3 separate regions of the Zea mays genome follow, and all the other regions are linked to region 3. Evidence: chromatin contacts called from public Hi-C data. All regions are on one chromosome and are shown on one strand. Each heading gives the region's core, a stretch centred on a gene start, on an enhancer-like site or on the middle of the called end of the contact. The rest is flanking DNA. Distances are from core to core; before and after follow the strand shown. Region 1 holds the start of LOC100279814. Region 2 holds the start of LOCLOC100383387. Region 3 holds the start of LOC103654790 (pentatricopeptide repeat-containing protein At1g51965, mitochondrial).

Region 1 (2,700 bases), core at 177-2,676, 230 kb before region 3:
GAAAATGATTAGAAGGGATTGGAGAAGATTTTGAGTGCTGAATCGAACATGGCCTTATGGGTGTTTGGTTCCAAGGACTAAAGTTTAGTACGTGACCAATGTCATCGCATGCCCCAGATGTTGGGTACTTAACGGTGTCGTTGTCTTGTGCTCTAGCGCTTCCACGAGCGAGACAATGTCGCTGTCCATGTAGGTCACACAATAGCCCTAGTAGCGGCCCCTATGCTCCCTGTTCGCTCCTTGCGGCCTTGCCTCGTTGATAGTGATCAGAGCAACCTCGCGTCCACACCCTCGCGGCGCACATGGCACTGACGTGTGCCATTTGCTTGCTGGGATCCAACGACCTCTGTCGAGTCGCACCTCCGCGGCGTGCATCCACTCTAGCTCTACGCGAATCACCTATGCAAGTACACGAATATACGCACGAACACCTCAACCGTCGACCCTACCGCGTTGCCCTCGACCAGCGTTGGCGGGGATCGCGGGAGTGCCGTTATGATCCGGCCCTCCCCGACCAACTTTTAGTATACATAACTGTATATATCATACAATATTTTTTACAATATAGTATCAACGAATTACATGCCCCATGAGCCGTAATTCTGGCTCTACCCATGGCACCTGTATGCATGCAGAAGAAGCCGACGCCGAAGGCGTTGTAGGTGCGACCTCCCGATTCGTGGGCTTGTGTTTGTGCAAAAAATGTCAAGCAACGTTTTTTTGCCACGATCGTGTGATCTGGGGACAACAATTGCCCATACCAAATGAAGTAGAGCGTGTGCCATCACAACACACGGGACGACGGTACGTCCGAAAGTCACCGACCGTGTGCCATCACAACATATGGACACTATAGTGGGCGATGGAAATAACCATACATATTTTACGTGTGTCTCACGACAACACACAAAAATTGTGCTTTATAGAAGTAGAGATAAAGATAGAGATAGAGAAGAGATATAGATAGAGATAGCGATAGAGAAAGATATATAAACATATTATATAGACAATATTTTTTTTTACGTAGTCAGATGAACTACTCTAGTTTTTACACAATACATCCTAATCAGGTGTGTTTGGTTTCTAGAGACTATTTTTTATTAATCCTATTTATTTCATTTTAATGTCTAAACCGCCAAATATAAAAATCTAAATCTAAGATTTAATTCATATATGTGATAATTTAAGAAATAAAATAGAATAAAATTGAGGGACTAAAAATTAGACTCTAAAAACTAATTAGCTAAAAAATGTTTATAGTATGTCCAAATTCGTATCAAATAGATCGCCATATTATGTCCAAATTGTAAACCGCCATGTTTCACAGGAATGTGCACTACTGTGACAATTTGGAGAAAATAAAATCAAGGGGCGAGCTCTACAAATGTCGACACCTTGTCTGCAAGGGTTTTTCGCCGTCTTATCCCTTCGTCCACGCTCCCTGCAGCCGCCGCCCAAACCCTAGCAACCCGTCCTCCGCCATGGCCGACGACCACTACTCCTCTAAGAGGAAGTACGACGACCCCTCGCCGCCGCCGCGGCGCACGGGGTTCTCTTCGGGCCCGCCGCCTGCCTCGCCGCTCGCGGGCGGCGCCCCGTCGTACAACAGCGTGCCACCGCCCCCCGATGAGATCCAGCTCGCGAAGCAGCGCGCGCAGGAGATCGCGGCGCGGATCTTTAACGCCGCAGAGGCCAAGCGTCCTCGCGTCGACAACGGCGACGATGACAGCGGCGGCTTCGGTGTAGGCCTGGGCAGCACTGGTGGCGGTGGCCGCATCGGCGGCGGAGGACTCGGCTTCTCGTCCTCTGCCGGTGGTGGTGAGTGGCAGGACTTACTCTTGTTGATCCCATTCTTGGTCGCGTAGATCTGTTTGTCTATGCTTGGTGGTGGACTCGGCTTCTCGTATAAAAGGATTGGTGGTGTTTTCTTTGCTCGGTTTACGATTTGATTTGGGGGATGGATCGATAGATCAATGTATGTGAGTTGCGGATGTTCAAACTTGGTTCATGTTTAATGAACTTGTCACCTGTGAGCTATTTAGAAGCACGGTCCTGTTGTTACGGTCTCCAATATTTTTTGATAACTCACACGCCACGATGCAGCTGTGGGGTGTTAATTTTTTCAAAACAAGCTGCAATTAAACTATTCAAGTCCAAGTCAATCAGCGTTCTCCACATTTTTTGTTAGTTTTACTAGCTCCTCGTGGGTTTGTTAGTTTTACACGCTCTACCTCATGGGGAAGTCTAGGAAAATCCTAAAATAGTTGTCATCTGTAGGAGTTAGATTTTTTATTGTATTCATTGCAATTACCGTGTAGTTTTTTTTCACAACATGCCATTTTCGAAACAGTTGCCATCTGCAGGAGTTAATTTTTTTTGTATTCGTTGTCATTATTGTGTAGTTTTTTCACAACATGCCATTTTCTGGATAGACTTGCAAGAAACATCTCAGTTATTATTGTGATCTTACAAAACCATAAGATTCATTTATCTGCTCACACATGGTGTATATGCAGATGTTTAATACCTTTGTTTGGCTGCCTTTTTTCTTTTTAATGTGGCATGAACACAAAATCGAACTGTTGCTGCATCCCAGCTCATTAGCCTGTCTTAACTTGAGTCTGATTGTATTCACTGTCTTAAAATAGTATGTTCATTCAATCTTAAATTCTGAAGTTAGCATGTTGTGAAGCTGTTGCT
Region 2 (2,700 bases), core at 61-2,560, 170 kb before region 3:
ATGTTCCAAAAAAACATAATATATTTGAGGCCTTATCTGCTAGGACTTCAGTCAACTTAAGTTTCTTTGGCTACTTGATATAGTGTGGCTATAGTACTAAAGCTAGAGCGATAAAATGATATACTAGAAGATATCCTAGGTGCCGCTTATTATTTATTTATTTATTTCACTTTAAAGAATATATTTGCAATAATTTAGTTTTAAGGAAAAAATATTAGGGACCCACTATATATCGTCCACCCGTCACACGTGTATGTTAAAAGGGCTTGACATGTACATTTTATCCTCTCCTTTCCACACAGCCCATGCCATCGCCTCACACTGTCAACACCGTTGCATCTGCCCTGTCGTCTCAGTCATCACCCTTGACTGTGACCACCTCCATCTAAGCCTCCTCTTTTTTAGATTCAACACAAAAAGCGCCCTCACCTCCAAAACTTCCCGATTTAGGACGATGCATCTACACCTCTACGACTATGTTAAACTCACTCTCCTCCTCTTTTGACCAATGCTCCTACCACATATGCGTCGTCAAATTGACTTTTTCCGTTGCTTCATGGGTGGCTTTCCACCGCTTACACCTCTATCGTCGTCTTGACCACTGTCGCTGTTGGTGTCATACACTCTCCAAAAAAGCCTCTTTCTACCACCACGAAAACTCTCGAACCCTGATGTACGATGTAGTCATGGCAACCACCACCCTCCGTCATTGTCTTGACCACCACCATCGTCGTAGGCTCTCCAAAAAGCCTATTTCTACCACCATAAAAACCGTCGAACCCTACGGTGGTGTAGTCATGGCAACTCGCATATTTTTGTTTGGACTAAGCATTTATCATTTTTTATTAATAATAACAACTTGCTATATGCTAGTTTTGTCCTATGCACTAGCTAGTCACAATGTCTCCAGTATTATCTTCTATATCTGTTCTTTACATTCTTCTCAAATGATTTTTTCCTCTATATATCACATTTCTCTCCAGCAACATCCTATACATCTCCCTCTATACGTAAATATCTATATTAAAGACATATTTTATTTTAATTTTTTTGTATACTTATTTGTTATACTCTTTGTATATATTTTAGTTTTACTAAAACTGTTGTTTAAAATATTAAAATAGATAAATGAGCGTAGAAAGAATCTCTCTATTACATATAGGATGGAGTGCTACCGTCTTTGATAGGGATGGTGGACTGTTTAACATGGCGAATGAAGCGAGCAGTCAAATGTGCAACGGGTGGGCTGGGCTGGGATGCAATAATAGGGAAGTGCAGGAATGGCGGAGCGAATATAGAACAGTGAAAGGGCAGTCCTCCGCCCCGAAAGGCAACAATGAGAGGAGAGGGAGGGAGGCCGCGCGCCTGGCTCGTCCTCCCCCTTGCTTCCTTCCGTCGTTTATAAGCGACGGCAACACAGGCGAAGAAGACGGGGGGAGAAAGGGGCGCACGAGGCAATTTATAGGGAGGAAGAGGAGGGGCCGGGCCTGAGCAGAGCAGGCCGGACCAGCCATCTCTCCTCTGAGGCGTCGAGGGGAGGCGGCGCCCGAGATGGGGGACTCCGGCGGCTCCGTCGTGTCGGTCGACGTCGAGCGCATCTCCTTTGGCGGCAAGGTCCGCACAACGTCCCCCCCCCCTCCTCCTCCGCTCCGATTCTTTGTTTCTCGGCTGTTCCAGCGCTCCCATGCGAATTTTCCTCTCTCCTGTTCTTGCTAGCGTTGGGTCTCGTCCTCTCGGCTCTCGCCCTCTCGGTGGGTGGTATCTGCTGGTGGTTTGGGAGGGAGGGAGAAGGGATTGGGCCCTTGAAATTTCGTGCCCCCCCCCCCCCCCCCCCGGTCGTAATCGTATTTCGTGTGTCTCGTCGCATTGCGTTTCCGTCTCTGTTGCGGCATTTGGTCGGTTCAGCTTCAGCACGTTCTTTCGTTCTTGCTCATGGATTCATCTTTTTTTACTGTGGCCCTATAAAACAATCAGACAGCAGCCCACGACGCGGAATCTTGGCAAGGCCGCCCCCCCACCCCACCCCCGCTTGCTCTTGCGACCCGCGATTCGTGAAGCTGCATTTCGTCTGCTCTCCGCTGAAGCAGCAGCAGCAGCCGCCTACCTTTTAGCTCCGTCTCCGAGATGGTGGATCCCTCGCTTCCGCGTCACCAACTCACCACCACCACCACGACGCCTTTATCACACGATTTTAGCGCTAAAGGTTCTGGCCCGGCGCTCTTGCGTGCTGATTCGGTGTTCTAACCACCACTTCCCTTGTGTCTCTTGTTTCAACCGGGGTTCTTAAACTGTCTAGTTCTTATTTGTTTGGTAGTGGTTCAACGTGGAGCGGTTTCTTACTCGGCGAACGACCGACAGCTTTGGAAATTGGCCACCTACTGTGTTTCTTAATTAGTGGAGTAATATAATAAACAAAAGCAGTGCGCGGCTTTTGTTTTTGCTGTTGCTAATTTTAACACAAAAAAAACGTTTACCTGAAACTCGTTTGCCGTAGGAAGATTCTATTCAGTTTGGACTAGTGCCTGAGTAAACGGGTGAAAAATTTTAAGTGTAGTTTACAAGCCCCTTTTCGATGTGGATTTCTCTAATAACTTCCAATGGTATGCTTGTGAGCCGGCAGTCAAATCATTCCTCAGTACAATATTTATTGTGGAGCAATCATCTGCAGTTCGAATCGTGTTATGCATCACTCCTGTTTGC
Region 3 (2,817 bases), core at 292-2,791:
CTCATCGGCCTCGCAATACGCCTAGAGTTTAAAGCAAGCAATTTAGTATCATGGTGCCGTGTTTCTTTTGTGACACAAAGGACTGCAGTTCCGGATGACAGTAGAGCAGGGCAAAGAATATATAACATGACTTTTATACAGATTCCCCCACACCAGTAACTCAAACATATCAAGGACATCTATATGTAGCGAGTAGCAACACCCTAACAATCAACAATTTGTGGAAAACAATTGCAGCAGAAACAAGCTTTTCTACAAGTTTGAATTCTTTCAGACATGCAAGTGCCCATGTAAACATTAAGGGTTGATTTGGTGACCCGGGATCCCGGGAGGATCGGAGGGGATTGAGAGGGAAATTAGTTTATTTCTCCCTCAATCTCCTCCGATCCTCCCGGGATCCCCTTGTCACCAAATCAACCCTAAATGGTGTCTCCCAGCACAAGAGTAGCTGGAATCCATAATCAGATAAACTGTTAATTCATTCATATAACATCAACTAGTGTACCAACCACCTTAGACCAGACAGTAGAAGCTCATCTTTACATACTGTGCAAGTACCATCTAAGTAGCGCAAATTTTGTCCTCAGGAAATATTTGAGGAAGGTATCTCTCATACTCGTGATTCCTAATATGCTCTGGTCATGTGATCAAAATTAAGCATACCAACAACATTTTTTAACACAACCATTCCTACTTCCTAAAGTTAGCCCAGCATGACAAAATATATCACTAAATATATAAATTTATGATCATTATCATACCATTCCAGCCTTGGCAAGCGCATTAAGCAGCATGTTATATGCAAATATGTCCAGCTTGTAGCCCTTCCTCCGCATCTTCTCATATACCTCGAACCCCTTCCACACCTCCCGACTCCTCAGATGCGCCTGCACAAGGCACTTGTAGGTGTACCCGTTCAGCCTGAGCCCCCACTTACTTGCCAGGTCCAGGCACCTCCCCACCTCCACGCCCATCCCGACCAGCAAATTCACGGTGGAGATGTTGCCGGGCACGCCGTCGCGCTCCATCTCCGCGATGAGCCGCATGGCCTCGGCGGGATCGGCGCGGTTGCTGAAGAGGAGGACCAGGATGCGGTTATAGGAGAAGGCATCGTGCCGGAAGCCGGGGAGGGAGGTGGCGGCGAAGCGGAAGAAGCTGAGCGCGAGAGAGGTGTCGGGGGCGAGCGCCTTCATGACCTCAGAAGCCTCCGCGGTGGTGAGAGTGAGGCGGAGAGAGCGGAGGTAGTCATCGAGGTCAAGCAGCGGGGTGTGTGACACCGGGGAGCGGAGGATTCGGGCAACGGCGCAGATGAGGTGGCGGCGCGGTAGGGAATATCCGCGCGTGTCAAGAGGGGTGGGGGCCGGTGTCGGCGAGACGGTGACGGTGATGGAAGGGCCCGAGGGGGACGGCGTCGCGGCGGCGATGCGGCCGGCGTAGGTCGTAGCTAGGCGGCGGGGCATTTTGGGCCGGCGTGGATTGGGGTTTAGGGGCGACTGAAGCTGAACTGAACTGAACCCTCTCTCAGTTTCTGCATGTTCATTTACATGTGGATTTCGCAAAGGTCTGGGAGAATAAAGTTAACTGCCTAGCTGCGCCACACTTTACTTAAAGTTAATTGTCTGAATTGAAGAATAACCTTTAGCCAGAAAAGTTCAGTAAAATGAGCTAGAAAAGTTTAGTAAAATATGACAAATTAGGCAAAGACCAAATATGACTTAATTTTTTTTATCAAGTCCTCGTTCCATGGTCCAGTAGCTAGGTTTATAAGCTCACAACCGACCTCAACAACTTATTTTTTATTGGTGTCTGAATTTTTTAGGTTCTGGCTTAGGGATCTAGTAGTCATCCGAAATATTTATATTTATTTTGGTTGCATCACCAATGCTCTATATATACACTCATTTTTGAAACATTCCATGCCCGCTCTGTGTTCGGTTTGACAGGGAATGAAGGGGATCAAGGAGGATTTAAGGCCCTGTTTGTTTCGGCTTCTGGCAGCTTCTGGCCACCAAAATCTGCTGCGGACTGCCAAACGCTCAGCTTTTCAGCCAGCTTCTATAAAATTCGTTGGGGCAAAAACCATCCAAAATCAACATAAACATATAATCGGTTGAGTCGTTGTAATAGTAGGAATCCGTCACTTTCTAGATCCTGAGCCCTATGAACAACTTTATCTTCCTCCACACGTAATCGTAATAATACTCAGATTCCCCCACAGCCAGATTCTCCTCACAGCCAGATTTTCAGAAAAGCTGGTCAGAAAAAAGCTGAACCAAACAGGCCCTAAGTCTTCTATTCAAAATTGAATAGTAATCGATTTAATCCTCTTCAATACTTCTCAATTCATTCCTAACCAAATAAGCACTAAAATACTTTGCCAACTAAAAGAACTAGCACTCCATCTTTGCATTGAGTATTTCTCCATTTGGATAATAGCGAGATCTTAATACCTAGGTACAACCAAGGGTCACTAAACCGGTCGATAAATTCGGCTAACCAGCCGATTAATTGGTAATTGGTCCCGACCGGTTTGGTCATATCATCGGGTTACCCATTTGAATTTGGGATACTTTATAAATTTTGAACAGATTTGATGCCAGTTTTCCTATAAATACTATGGATCGTTTTAAGACTTTTCACTGAAACCAAATTTAAAAACATGCTACGGATTTTAAACTAAAAATCAAACAAGTTTTGAAGAAATAAAATCGGTCGATTTTACCGATTAGCCGCCCCTGCTAGCCGATTAATCGGTCCCAGGTAGAGATAAACCGGTGGCCTCTAGTAGCTAGGTTTTGAGGATTTTTTTTACCCTTT

The links. Hi-C and Micro-C count contacts between places; a contact is called where the count stands out from the background.
Region 1: a Hi-C map of leaf shows a contact between it and region 3, with 4 times the contacts expected there. The contact joins the promoter of LOC100279814 here to the promoter of LOC103654790 in region 3. A contact is called at or near these places in 6 of 25 Hi-C or Micro-C datasets (bundle sheath, ear, endosperm and 2 more).
Region 2: a contact with region 3 is called in a Hi-C map of leaf, with 4 times the contacts expected there. The contact joins the promoter of LOCLOC100383387 here to the promoter of LOC103654790 in region 3. A contact is called at or near these places in 5 of 25 Hi-C or Micro-C datasets (endosperm, leaf, root tip and 1 more).

What each region holds. Positions count from the first base shown.
Region 1 is chr4:237,844,600-237,847,299 of Zm-B73-REFERENCE-NAM-5.0, reverse strand. LOC100279814 reads left to right here and starts at 1,426. Exons shown (of 7, transcript NM_001152769.1): 1 at 1,426-1,818. The coding sequence starts at 1,482.
Region 2 is chr4:237,777,299-237,779,998 of Zm-B73-REFERENCE-NAM-5.0, reverse strand. It overlaps LOCLOC100383387, which reads left to right and starts at 1,310. Exons shown (of 10, transcript NM_001176042.1): 1 at 1,310-1,614. The coding sequence starts at 1,552.
Region 3 is chr4:237,610,081-237,612,897 of Zm-B73-REFERENCE-NAM-5.0, reverse strand. LOC103654790 (pentatricopeptide repeat-containing protein At1g51965, mitochondrial) reads right to left here and starts at 1,541. Exons shown (of 2, transcript XM_008681607.3): 1 at 762-1,541. The coding sequence starts at 1,460.